4 separate regions of the Mus musculus genome follow, and regions 1, 2 and 3 are each linked to region 4. The links are chromatin contacts, called in public Hi-C and promoter capture Hi-C maps. All regions are on one chromosome and are shown on one strand. Each heading gives the region's core, a stretch centred on a gene start, on an enhancer-like site or on the middle of the called end of the contact. The rest is flanking DNA. Distances are from core to core; before and after follow the strand shown.

Region 1 (3,102 bases), core at 305-2,804, 3.3 Mb after region 4:
ATTTATCAGTGCTCCCAATTTTAATTCAGGAAATTTGGCCAAACAACATTTTCAACAGTAAAATACTTACCTTGTGCGTCATACTGGCTGCGAATCAATTATCTAATTCAAAATTGTTATCAATCAGTATGTTTGGTCATTTCATACACAAAAATGCAAACCATTTTAAGATCTGTGTGTGTGTGTGTGTCCCCTAACTGACAGACATCTTGCTTGATACCCTGCCCTGTGTTTACTCAGGGGGTCCTGATGTGAAGAGAAAGACAAGAGATTCTGCCCTGAGCCCCAGCTTCATACAGCATCGTTGCTCATGTTCACAATAAACTCTGGAACTAGGCATCGCTATTGCAAAGACGTTGATGGCTCTCACTGGAAAAGTCTGGAGTGTCACCGTGCAGGACACTCTGAGCACTAACCATCTCCACTGGGACAAGTGTCACTTCCAAAGTGAAGTTCAAGATAGGCCTGTGGACTACTGACATCCTTTCATGGTGTGGGTCATGTTCTGCCCCTCCCCTCTGCACCTTCTGCCCGTTATATACAATAATTCTGCCCTAAGTGCACAACACCTAGTAACCTCAGTGTCCATACTAGTAAGGGGGACTCATCATCTATGCAGGGGGATTTTCTGGTGATTCTGCTGCTCTGGGAACCCCGCATTCTGCAAGTAAACCCAGTAAACTCAGGGGTTCCCCCAAGGAACCCCTTTGATGGACTTGTACTTTGGGTTGTCATTTGGGGCCCTGTAAGGAGTGGGTAGATGCCTGTTTTCGGTCCTGCCCACAAGGGGAATTTTCCAAACCATCTAAAATGGATTGAAGGCCACTCTACTTGTGGGGGGAAATAATAAATAGCTCAGAAGTAAACGTAATTTACTGTAAGTCGTGAGTTTTGTTCTGAGACAAAAATAATTCCTCCCTCCAGCAAATGACTACAGTTCTACCTTGGCCTCCAATCGTTTCTGTTTATTTTTCACTTGTCATGCATGCCATGAATACATAAACATTCCTCTCTTATACATTCTTACACACACACATGCCTGTCAAGTATCTATGTTGACAGAGACCGTGCTTGTTGTTTAGCATAAGTGAAATGTTTCTAAGTGATCGGTGCTTAACCCAGATCACCAACCCCCCCCCCCCATATGTGCGTGTCACCAGTGTAATTCGTAATTTCGAAAGTGCTCAGCACAACCCACCCGCACCGTGCAAGTTGTCCTCCCACGCCCTGCTCCCCCTAATCTTCAGGAAGCCACGGGGCCTCTTCTCTGCAGCCGGAGCTGCAGGGTGTGGGAGGAGCGGCAGGCCGGATCCCTACATCGCCTTCCCGGTCCGTCCGGGCCCGTCCCGCCCGGGAGCCCTCACTCGCCTCCAGCCGGTGGGCGGCAGGGTCGCGGCCTCCTCCCGGTCCTGCGCTCCCAGTCCGCCCCTCGCCCACCCTGCACACTTACCCCAAGGCGGCGTCCTCACGTGAGCGTCCCCGCCCCCCGGTGACCCGCACTCCCAGGTCCTAGCGTCCACCACTGTAAGCTCGGCTCTCCGACTTCCGGCTCTCCGGGCTGCTGGTGGGCGGGGCCTAGACCAGGAAGCCGCCCCACACTCTGTGCTTAACCTTTCCTGTCTGGGAGATTCAGGTCTCTCCTGTTACCGGCTCCAAGAAACCCTCACACTACATATGCACTATATAGGACATCAAGTGGAAGTTCTCCAAACGCCCGCTCTGTTCCAGCCATGCATACTTCAGTGGCTTAATTAATCTTTTAGAAGATCCTACCTTTCCTGTGTTTACCTCTAAAGGTAAAGTCCCTTAGTCTCCAACTTAAAAAAAAAAAAAAAAATCAACGTAGAAGCGATCAGATACGGTATGATTTGACCTGGAGTACACAAGTTCTGCGTAGAAACAAACTGGAATATTGCTTACTAGGAATGAGAAAGCAGTGCTGTAGATGGACAGTCTGTGTGTGTGTGTGTGTGTGTGTGTGTGTGTGTGTTTTGAGAGTGTTGGGGGCAGATGAGTCTCCCCTACTACCGCATCCCTTATTCTAGTTTTCAGACAGCCTTCTTACCGGCAGCAAGCCAAAGCCGTAGGGCCAAAGAAGCCACAGACAGCCCACAGCTGATGAGCTCTTAGTCGGTCAGCAGCCACATAAGAATTGCTGACAGAAATCCACCCCACCCCACGGCCAAAAAACAGCTGGGAGCAGCACTAGGCCTGCAAAGATTGCCATAGCAACCAGGAAATGATTTTAAAGATGTATGTGTACAGGACCTGGAAAAAGAGCTCAGAAGTTAAGAGTACTAACTACTGGCGCAGGGGATCCAAGATAGGTTGCAACACCCACTTTGATCTACTCAGTCACCTGTAACTCCAGCTTCAGCATGATCCAGTGCTCCCTTCTGTCTTCTTTGGATACCCTTACACACACACACACACACACACACACACACACACCACATACAGGAAGACACAGTGGGCATGTCCAGGATCCTACATATTGCCAGGTTATGCAGGGTCTCTGTCAGTTAGTGTTGTGGCCATCTAATGTTGAAAGCAATGTGCCGTGGGGAAGTTGTGAGCTATGTGCTTGTGGGGGAGGGAGGGGCTCCCTCTTTGGCAGCTGGGGAGTCTTCTGGAAGGCAGAAAGCTCTTGCAAGCAGGGTTGGTAACAATGTGATAGGGAATAATCATACAAAGTTGTCCTGTCCTCTCGTGGGGTCTGGGGCAGTCCTCCTGCATCAGTCTTTACCATCTGAGGTCAGAGAGATGATGAAGGACTGGGTGGGTGCACAGCCTTCAGTGCCCTCACCCGGAGCCAATGCTGTTGTTGTGCCCGGCACACCTTCATCCCACTGTGGGAATGGGTTGGTTTAGGATCTCAACGATCGACAAGCTAGCCTCCCTAATGATGGTGAAATGTTTCCCTAATGGTGGTGACATGCTTCCCCAATGGTGGTGACATTCTCCTTTGCTTTCCTCCGGCTCCATGTTCAAAAGGTTTAAAGTTTGGTTGTTTTTTTTTTTTGAAACAATCATACTATATAGCCCTGGCTGTCCTGGAACTGGCTAAGTAGACCAGGCTAGCCTCAAGCTCACAGAACTCCA
Region 2 (3,059 bases), core at 257-2,756, 3.4 Mb before region 4:
CACTTCACATCTGGCACAAATATGCACCCAAGAAGATTTCGACTTTTTCTATGTTGTAATGCAGTTGCAATCCCGCCTATGGGGCTATGCAAAAAAAAAAAAAAAAAAAAAAAAAAAAAAAAACCGATCTGATAAGGTCGGTTGACCTGAACCAGCCAAGTTCAGTTATTTTCCAAAAGCAAGGCAAGCCTGAAATTACTTTCAGATTTTCCATCTGTCAAAAGCCACCAGAAATAAAAATCCTCAAGATTTCCAAGAGGGCTCTGGAAACAGAAACAAAAAGTTTAAAAATAAAAAATAAATGAGTCGCACACCTTTCCTTCCTGTCACTCCAAAAGGAGATCAGTCTGGCGTCCGGATGAAACAGACCTGGGTACTACTGCGGCTTCCCACTCCCGCTGGCAACACTCAGGCTTCCTACCAACCTGCACAGCAGCGTGGAGTAACGGGGTGTGCAGGAGCGTGCCCACCGCAGCCAGCAGGAAAGAGCCTCCCGGTCCGCTCCCCGAGCAGCACCGGGGTCTGCGCCAAGCCGACCGCCCGCAGCCGGCCCAGCTGATCGCGCCCACGTGACTCCCTCCAGCCAATCGCCCGGCGCAAGGCGGAGCGCGCGGCGGCGGCGGCGGGGCCTCCTCGGCACAACAAACACAGGCGGAACAGCTGGGCAGGCGCGGGCGACCGGGCGCTCGGCACCCGCAGGCTACCGGGCAGTGTTCCCCACGCCCAGGGTCCAGAGGGCAGCGTGATAGGGGCTAGCACCGACGAGGCGGGCACGGCCCACAGCCCAGACACCCGAGCACGAGTCGAGCCTCCGGAGCGGCGGGGCGGGCGGGGTGCGAGCGCGGCCCTGGAGCGCGGGCCCGCGGGCCGGCCCCGAATCGGAGCCCGGGCGCGCCCCCGACGCTGCGGCGGGGACGGCGGCTGTGGGGGCGGGGCGGCCTAGGAAGTGGGGGTGTCACGGAGAGAGCTGTCTGCGGACCGGCGGCCCAGGCGACAGGCGCCGAGGGCGGCGGGCGGGCGGGGGCCGCGGGTCGCTAAGGGGGTCGCGGCTGTTGTGGGCTCGCGGAGCGCTCCGCTGCGCGGCGGGGGCGGGTCGGCGGCGGCCGCCGCGCCACAGCCTCACAAAGAAGGACCGCCCGGCCCGGCCCCGCGGCCCCACGGCCCCACAGTCCTGAGAATTGCCCTGGTGGCCCGGCCAGGACCCTGGACGAGTGGAGAAGGGGAAGAGGCACTTCCTGCCTGGGCCCCCGCCCCGGGCCGCTCCCCGAAGGCTTCGAAGCCGCCGGCCCAAGGGCTTCGAGCCCCAGCCGACTCCGATCCCGGCGCCCACCGCCGTACTCACCGGCGTGCTGGGAATCGGCGCTGCCAGCAGCTCTTCGCTCCTCAGCTGGGTCGAAGCCCACCTCGGCCTCCCAAGTCTTCAGGTTTAGTCAGGCCTTGGCCCCGCCTCTCCTCGGTCGGGCCTCGGCGTCAATCACCGGGCGTGGCCCCGCCCTCCCTTCAGGCGGCTCTCCCGGTTGGCCCGCAGCGCCCTTCATTTCTAGGCTCCGCCCCTCTCCCTGGCACTCTGCCCCTTCCGCCGGGCCCCGCCCCTTCTCGGGCTCGCCCTCCCCCCACCCTTGCCCGCTTACACTCCGCCGCCCACCCCACCCCGAAGCCGCAGCGGATGGGCGGACTCCTCGCCGCTCGCCCCGCCTCTAATTCGACACCTTGCATCCTTACGGCCAATCAAGGAGGCTAAGTCTGCCTCCTCGGCCGAGGCGGCCAATGTAGTGAGAGTGAGGACCCGCCCCCCACTCCCAGCTGAGCGCACACAACACAGCATCCACGTGAGTCAGCTTCTTAAAGGAGACGCCTCAGCCTTGGTAATTGCGGCAGCTGGGACTCATTGCCCGTCATCGGCGTCACCTGCTGGCGGCTGAGGCCATAGCTTCCTGATAGCCAAGGAAGCCTAGAAGAAGCGAAAACAAGAGGCTGTTTTCTAGTCAACGCTGGTATTGAGGTTAAAGGGCTACCTAGGTTGAAATGCCCGTTTTACCATCCCATCAGGCCACTTTCTCTTGGCTTACACGAATTGCCTTAAACAAATCCCGAACTCTTTGTGTCTCGGTATATAGGAATTCATTGTAAACAAGGTTTTTTTCAGCGTGCTTGGTTCTATTTACAAACTTTCCAAGTTTTCTCTTCTCTTCCCTCTCTCTGTTTCTGTCTCTATCTCTTTGTTTTTCGAAACAGGGTTTCTGGACAGCCTGGAACTCACTCTGTAGACCAGGCTGGCCTCGAACTCAGAAATTCGCCTGCCTCTGCCTCCCAAGTGCTGGGCTTAAAGGCGTGTGCCACCACGCCCGGCCCAAGTTTTCTCTTGACCGTTGAAGTAATTCTCAAAAACTTAAGTCTTTTATGTGGAGATCAACTGTCTTGTTGAAAAAGACAGCTGTCCCCTTAGCCCTCCCTCACCATGTTTAAGATAAGTTGGAAAATTTTTGCCATTCCGTTGGCTTTCCCAGGTAATTAAATCTCTGTTGGCTGTCCATAAAGATGACAGAAATACCTCAAAATATTTCATGTATTAAATAAACATAAAATATATAAATTATACACATATATATATACTAGCACTTGAAATTTGTAGCATAGAATATGTGTTCTGACAAAACCCTGATACTTAACCCTAAATCCTTCAGTACTTTTCATTCATTTATAAAATAAAGAGTTACTGTGGCCTGGTTTTGTAGAACATGCCTTTAGTCTAGAGTGAGTTTCAGGACAACCAAAGCTACATAGTGTCTCGAGAAAACAAAACAAAACAAAAAGCTACTCTGACCATCAAAGATAAAAGACTATGTTTAGATTAAAGAGAATTTTGCTGGAGGAAAAAAAGCATTTTGGGGTATATTGGGAGATTCTTATAATCCCTTTATTTTTATTTAATACAAGACTGTTAAACTTAGAGCTGTGTACACTGGTCTATAGCTATTGTCATGACACTCTGGAAAGCCGAGGCAAGAGCATCAGGAATTGCTACAGTGACTGACACTGTCTTAAATCAAGGTACACAT
Region 3 (2,815 bases), core at 50-2,549, 3.8 Mb after region 4:
AGTAAGCATTCAAAGAAAGAAAACAAACTTTTTTTTTTAAACGACCAATGTTTGCTTTATACCACTATTATATCCTATATACCTCGAGTGGCATGAAAGTTTTTCAGGTGTCGGGGCGGCAAGTTGAAAAAGTCTAATTAGCTGTATTCTAGACTGCTCATTTCGACATTTACTTCCAAGCAATCTAGAGTGCCTTTTCGTGGCAGAAGCATGAATATGTGCTTTGTTTCGCACGGAGCTTCCTAGAGATTTAAATTCAAGCAGCACCATAGGACACAATAAAGGTTTTTACAGCACATCCATTTGTTTTGTTTGCTCTTCCCGTCCCTGGATACCCTGGCAAGGGGCTGAATATCTGTCAGCAACTTGCTTGGCATTTTTTTTTTTTTTTCTCATTTGGTACAGGCTCTCCTAAGTGATACAGATAAAATTCGTCCCTAGCACGAGAATGTGGCAAACAGATTTGGGTATGAGTTTGAAGTGAACCACACTGTAGATACAGCACGTGAACTCCACGCTGTAGGAACAGAGATTTCGTTTCTACCCTTGTAGAGAAACTGTGCCTGGCACAGATTTCCCCTGGAACTCGTTCGCTTGTGAGCGAGATGTGTTTCCTTTGGCTGGGCAGGAGGGAGATGGGGAGGAGGCAGTCTTGGAACAGCAGGCAGAACGGAGCGCACGTTCGCTGAGGGCGGAAGGAATCCCCAGCAGACCAGAGGGACACGCCCTGCCGCTCTCCCAAAGGGCGGTCTCTCCTGGGATGCCTGGCTTCCAGGCAGCCTGCAAAAACCCTTCTCTTTTCCAGGGCAGACAAGACGCCCTCGGCGAGCCAAAAGCCGCGTCAGCGGCCCCACCCACTCGCCTCCAACGGACCCAGGTCGCCTTCCCGGTTCCCAGCAGCCACCGCGGAGGCGCCGCCCGCACAGGGCATGCTGGGAGTCGAGGTACCCGGCGCTTCATGACTCTCTTCCGTTCGGAATTCCACTTGGAACGCCGTGAGGTAGCGTCGTAGTCGGCGCTCCAGCCCCGCACTCGCAGCTCCAGGGCCCCAAGAACGACACCCCCTTCCCGGGGCGCCGTGCACCGCGTCTCCCCGCAAAGAGCCCCGCTCCGCCCCCCCGACCCTGCTCTACGGAGATTGACAGCGGCGCGGCGCCCGGAGCTGCGGCCAAGTCGGAGGTGCGCAGGCGCACTAGCTCAGCGTTGACCCCTCCCACCCCCCAGTTAGGCCCGGAGGGCGGGGCCAGCACGAGGGCTCCAGGCCGCGGGGGCGCGCACGTAGGCACGTAGGGCCCGTCACGTGGGGCGCCGAGGATCGCAGTGCGCGTGGCCGCGGCGGCTGGTGTGGGGTTGAGTCAGTTGTGACACCCGGAGCTGCTGAGCGGACAGGCTGCCCTCGGGACCCCCGCGGCCCGGCAGCAGGCGCGGAGCTTCGGGAATCGTGAGCCTGGCCCCGTCCTAGAGCTCCGCGGAGCCGGCGCCGCCACCGTCCCCTCGCCCCCGCCAGCGAACCGCCGCCGCGGGCGCGCCCCCGCTCTGCGCTGCGCTGTCTCCTATGGCGTCCGCCTCCGGGGCCATGGCGAAGCACGAGCAGATCCTGGTCCTCGACCCTCCTTCAGACCTCAAATTCAAAGGTAGGCTGGCTGGGACGCTCCGGAGCGGAGCTGAGGCTGGGGCTGGGGCTGGCGGGCGGCGGCGGGGTGGCCGGGCCGTGCTCCCCTCCCCCACGCCCCGGCCGAGCGTCGGAGCCGCGGCCCCGCTGCGTCCCTCGGCCCCGCGCCTCGCCGTCCGCCGCTGCCGGGCCGGGCCGGGCCGGGCTGGGCTGCGCTGCGGAGGGGAGGGGAGGGAGCCGCCGGGCGCCGCGGAGGGCTCCGCCGCCATCTTGCGGCCCCGCGGGGGCGCCGTGGGAGCCCGCCCGCGCCTTGCCCGCCGGCCCGCATGGCGTCCTTGCCCCAGGGGCGGCCGCGGCGCGGCGCGGTGCGGTCGGGCGGTGCGGGAGGGCGACTGGGAGCCGGAGCTCCCTAGTCGGCGGGCGCCAGTGGGCGCCGTTCGGCGGCTTTGGGCAGGCGCGGTCCGCCGCGGGCGAGGAGGCGTTCACGGTCGCGGCCTCGCCCGGAGTCTTTCCCGGTCAGGTGCGGGACTCTGGCTGAGCCGGGAGACCAGGCAGCAGAGTCTCTGGCTGGGACTGACCCCGCGTGTTGGCACGGCCCCCAGGCGCGCGGCAGAAAGCTGTGCGTCAGCTGGGGCATGCATGGTCAGAGGTTAATGGTAGTGGGTCCCTTGTGTCAGCTCGGATTGTCCCTAGGTACGGAGGACCCAGTCCTTGAGTGCACACTGTCTTTACTGAAGAATTCTTTCAGCGTTTGTGACCCGCTTACGCTTGCGGTTTCCCTGCGTATCCCGAGAAAGCTGCTAAGGTGCCACACAGCTCTGGAACTGTTGACTTTGGAGCATTGACTGTGATAGACAGTGGCTTGGTGATTCTTGTTCAGATCCAAGGCGGTTTGCCTTCTCAGTGTGTAGGAAACGAAACGTTACACAGAACAATTTACTTTATTTTAAGGAGAACCAAAAGAATGGAGCTAAAGAGAAAACGTGATCCTTCCTATCTTTAAATGTAAAGTGCCCCCCTCCCCCCCCCCCGAAAGTTAATACCTTGCGTTTTAATTTCAGGAACTGATGAAAACAATTTTCCTTAGGCGCACATCGATTCCAGTACTAAGAGAAAAAGTAAACCCATTAATAGTAGTGTAAGAGTTAGTCCAAATGAAAATAGCTGAATTGTCCTTGTGGGAACAATTTAAAATAGTTCCAG
Region 4 (3,135 bases), core at 119-2,618:
GTCCACTCCGCGGGCACTGAAAACGTCAGGGAAGGTCTCTCTTGGAGCCAACGCGGACTTGACAAAACAGTTGACAATTAGGGCAAAGCACGTACGGCAGAATCATTAGAACCCACAGAAGCCCCGGCCCCAGCGGCGACACCGCGGCGTGGCGATGCCCCCGTGGCTTCGGAAATACCCGCTATCCCTTTAAAAAGTACCCCCCGCAGGCCGGAAGTGACCGCTCGGCGCCACGAGTCGAGCCCCTCGGTGCAGCACGGCCTCGAGCCTCGCGCACGTCCGCGGTCCCGTGGGTTTCCTGCTCTTGCTGCAGTTCTCCGCCGCCAGTCCTCTCCGCGCGGGCAGTTCGGTCACTAAATCTCAGAGACCCGGCGCCTCCCCCAAGCTCCAGCCTACGCCAGGCCTGCTTCCGGGTTCGGCCTGCGCTCCCGGCCCGCTCTAGTGACGCACTTCCGGTGGTGACCAGGCTTGGCTCCGCCCCAAGCTGACACGCGGGCTGATCGGGTTCCCAGCCGTGCACTGTGCTGGGAGGACAGCGAATTCCTGCACCGGGGACCAACTGCTCCGCCACGGCTCGGTCTCTGGGGTTTCTTACCGTCCTGGGCGGAAATGGATAGAATCCGCCAGACCACACGACCCGGGGCCTAACTCTCCAGCCCTGTGACCGCGGCCGTCTGTGTCAAGCTCTCCCTTGGCTCTGCCCAGGGCCCTTGTCGCTTGGCGCTGGGACCTTCAGAAGTTGAAAGGGTTTGCCAGAGGCATCTCAACCACCCTTTCTTAGACTGGCTTTGAAATGGTGTCACCCACCCTCTTGGACTGAATATCTCAGGTCATCTTAGGGTTTCCTCCCGGAATTACTTAGTTTTACACATTCTGGTTCATCCTCTTCTCAAAGGTTGTTTTTTGGATCGAGAAGTTCAGGCAGAAAGCGTTCACTTTCAGTTTTTCCTTGTATCTCTCACGATGCTGTATGACTTGACCTCATAATCTGGTGTCTGGTTAAGTATAAAACTATTCTTTACTTCTCACCCCTCCACAGGGCTGTTTGGATTGTTTCTTTTGTAATAACGTATTATACCGTTTAGAAAACACAGGAAACACAGCTTGGGCGAGTTGGGTGTTTCCTGCTGAAAATTGTGAATATAACGTTTCATGAGAAAAGGAAAAAAAAAAAAGAGCTAATGAGTGGAGCACCCCATCTGAGCTGTGTCCACTTGCCTTGTTCCCTTAAACTAAAACTAATTGCTTCTTGCTAGCACCACCATTGGCTTTTGCAGTCCCCCCAACCCTATTCTGATTTTGTGCTCCTTTCACTGTTTTCTGGCAGTTTTTCTCTGCTTATAAAGATCTTTAAGAAAAAAAGAAAAGAGGAAAAAAAGTTAAAAAAAAAAAGTTTGTTTAAACTCATTCTTTGTATACTCCAAGAAAATTGCAGCTCTTGTTGAAGGCCTTTATCTTTGCACCACTTCCTGTGTTTCTCTGCAATTCATGTGCATTCTTCTGAGGGCTAAGTCAGTTTCTCAACACTTTTACAAACCAAGAATGGATTCCCCCTTGGCCTGGAAGCCATCTCAATAAAATTTTATCATGAAACTATCACTTCTGTCTCCCAGCTTTCTGGAACATTGTCTACCTCAGTGAATACTTGGCTCCAGGCTAAATCTACCCCCAGTAGAGAGATTGGATGTTTGCTTTTTACTTTGAATAGGGAGCAAATTTGTGGGTACTGAAATTGCCTGGTGCATTTAGGATGGCCTCCGTGTAGCTAGTGGTGTCAAGTTCTTTTACTGAAAAACTAGTTCCATTGAGAGTATGTATATAATGGATTCCATCAACTTAGCCTTTGGGCGAGTCACCTCAGCAGATGTCCAGTTACACATATAGCATCCAAGCATAATGCTTATTCAATAGAAAGAGAACTGAAACCTCTCTCAGCAGGCTGATTGGAAAGATACTTGTATTTGTATTTTTCCAGCAATAGTTGAGGCCACACTTAGAGATCTATTGTACAATATAAGATTAAATCAGAGCATTAGATTTCTCTCTAGTTCTTTGAGCCTGCCCTCATGGTTTCTCAAAGACTCTTTAAATGTTTGCCTTACTGAACTTGGATTCTATCACCTGCCCCTCCTCATAGTCTATAAAGTTGAACACTCCCTTTATGCTTTCCAAATCAGTAGTGAGTCTTGGAAAGAAAATACAAAAGTCTCCAGAGCATGGCAAAGCCCACATTGTTATTTGATGTCCAACTGTAGTTGGACAAGTGTATGGCACAGACTGAGAGGCACCAGGGGGAGGAGCTATGGGAAAGGCAATGCTGCCTGGAGTTCATGACTAGAAGAGGGAGAAACTCTTCAGTGCAATTTTGCTTCAGTTGGGAGAGTGTTGGAAGTGTAAAGGTGTGCCTATTCCAGCTGTTGGAGTCAGGGTAGCGTCCTAGGACAGTTTATCCAACGGATCAGCAGGAATAAAGTGAGGGGGGGGAATTATTGGTCTATAGGCAAAAGGATAGCAGTTGAAAAGGTCCAGAGGAATTAAAATGTTCGTGTTCAGGGAACTGCAAATAGGTATCAGAATGGGAGCTGGGGTGATAGGTGCCACTGCCAAGCACACATGAGCAGCCAGTCCCAGATCTGCCTAACTGCAGTGCTACCTGGGTCTCTCTCACGACGTCCACACTCTTTGGTCAAAGTATGTAAAACTACTGAGGTGTGCTAGGCATCCTTGCACCCTCCTGTGCACATAATGACTGAGATGAAGTAAGCTTAACAAGAATGTCTATACTGACTTGCATGTACGTTTTCTCCTGATAACTATGGCTTCCTCAAGCAAAATACAAATTACTGTCCCAATACATTCTTGAAGGCGTATCTATCAGTGTTCTGGTCTAGGAGTTAAAAGGATCTTTTACATCTTATTTTGACCTTTGGCCATGGAGGAGTGATGCTTGCTTGCTTCTTCCTGTTTTCTTATAGAACCCAGGATAACAAGCCCAGGGGTGGTAGCACTTACCACGGGCTAGACTCTCTCCCCTTGATCACTAATTGAGAAAATGCCTTACAGCTAGATCTCATGGAGGCATTTCCTTAACTGAGACTCCTTCTCTGATCTGTCAAGTACAACCAGTTCCTGTAA

What was found. Promoter capture Hi-C pulls out the DNA fragments that hold promoters and counts their contacts. A called contact is a pair of places that touch in the nucleus more often than the background predicts. Capture Hi-C pulls out chosen DNA fragments and counts their contacts.
Region 1: a contact with region 4 is called in a Hi-C map of CD8 T cells, with 5 times the contacts expected there. The contact joins the promoter of Washc1 here to the promoter of C030034I22Rik in region 4. A contact is called at or near these places in 2 of 39 promoter capture datasets (the C10 cell line and pre-B cells) and 1 of 484 Hi-C or Micro-C datasets (CD8 T cells).
Region 2: a contact with region 4 is called in a promoter capture Hi-C map of adipose tissue, with 4 times the contacts expected there. The contact joins the promoter of Ypel5 here to the promoter of C030034I22Rik in region 4. A contact is called at or near these places in 1 of 484 Hi-C or Micro-C datasets (muscle stem cells) and 2 of 9 other capture datasets (adipose tissue and liver).
Region 3: a contact with region 4 is called in a promoter capture Hi-C map of pre-B cells. The contact joins the promoter of Vapa here to the promoter of C030034I22Rik in region 4. A contact is called at or near these places in 1 of 39 promoter capture datasets (pre-B cells) and 1 of 484 Hi-C or Micro-C datasets (CD4 T cells).

Annotation. Positions count from the first base shown.
Region 1 is chr17:66,109,998-66,113,099 of GRCm38.p6, reverse strand. It overlaps Washc1 (WASH complex subunit 1), which reads right to left and starts at 1,554. Exons shown (of 11, transcript NM_026833.1): 1 at 1,451-1,554.
Region 2 is chr17:72,835,075-72,838,133 of GRCm38.p6, reverse strand. It overlaps Ypel5 (yippee like 5), which reads right to left and starts at 1,506. Exons shown (of 3, transcript NM_027166.6): 1 at 1,343-1,506.
Region 3 is chr17:65,612,039-65,614,853 of GRCm38.p6, reverse strand. Vapa (vesicle-associated membrane protein, associated protein A) reads left to right here and starts at 1,299. Exons shown (of 6, transcript NM_013933.3): 1 at 1,299-1,634. The coding sequence starts at 1,556.
Region 4 is chr17:69,414,680-69,417,814 of GRCm38.p6, reverse strand. C030034I22Rik (RIKEN cDNA C030034I22 gene) reads right to left here and starts at 1,368. Exons shown (of 1, transcript NR_026848.1): 1 at 1-1,368.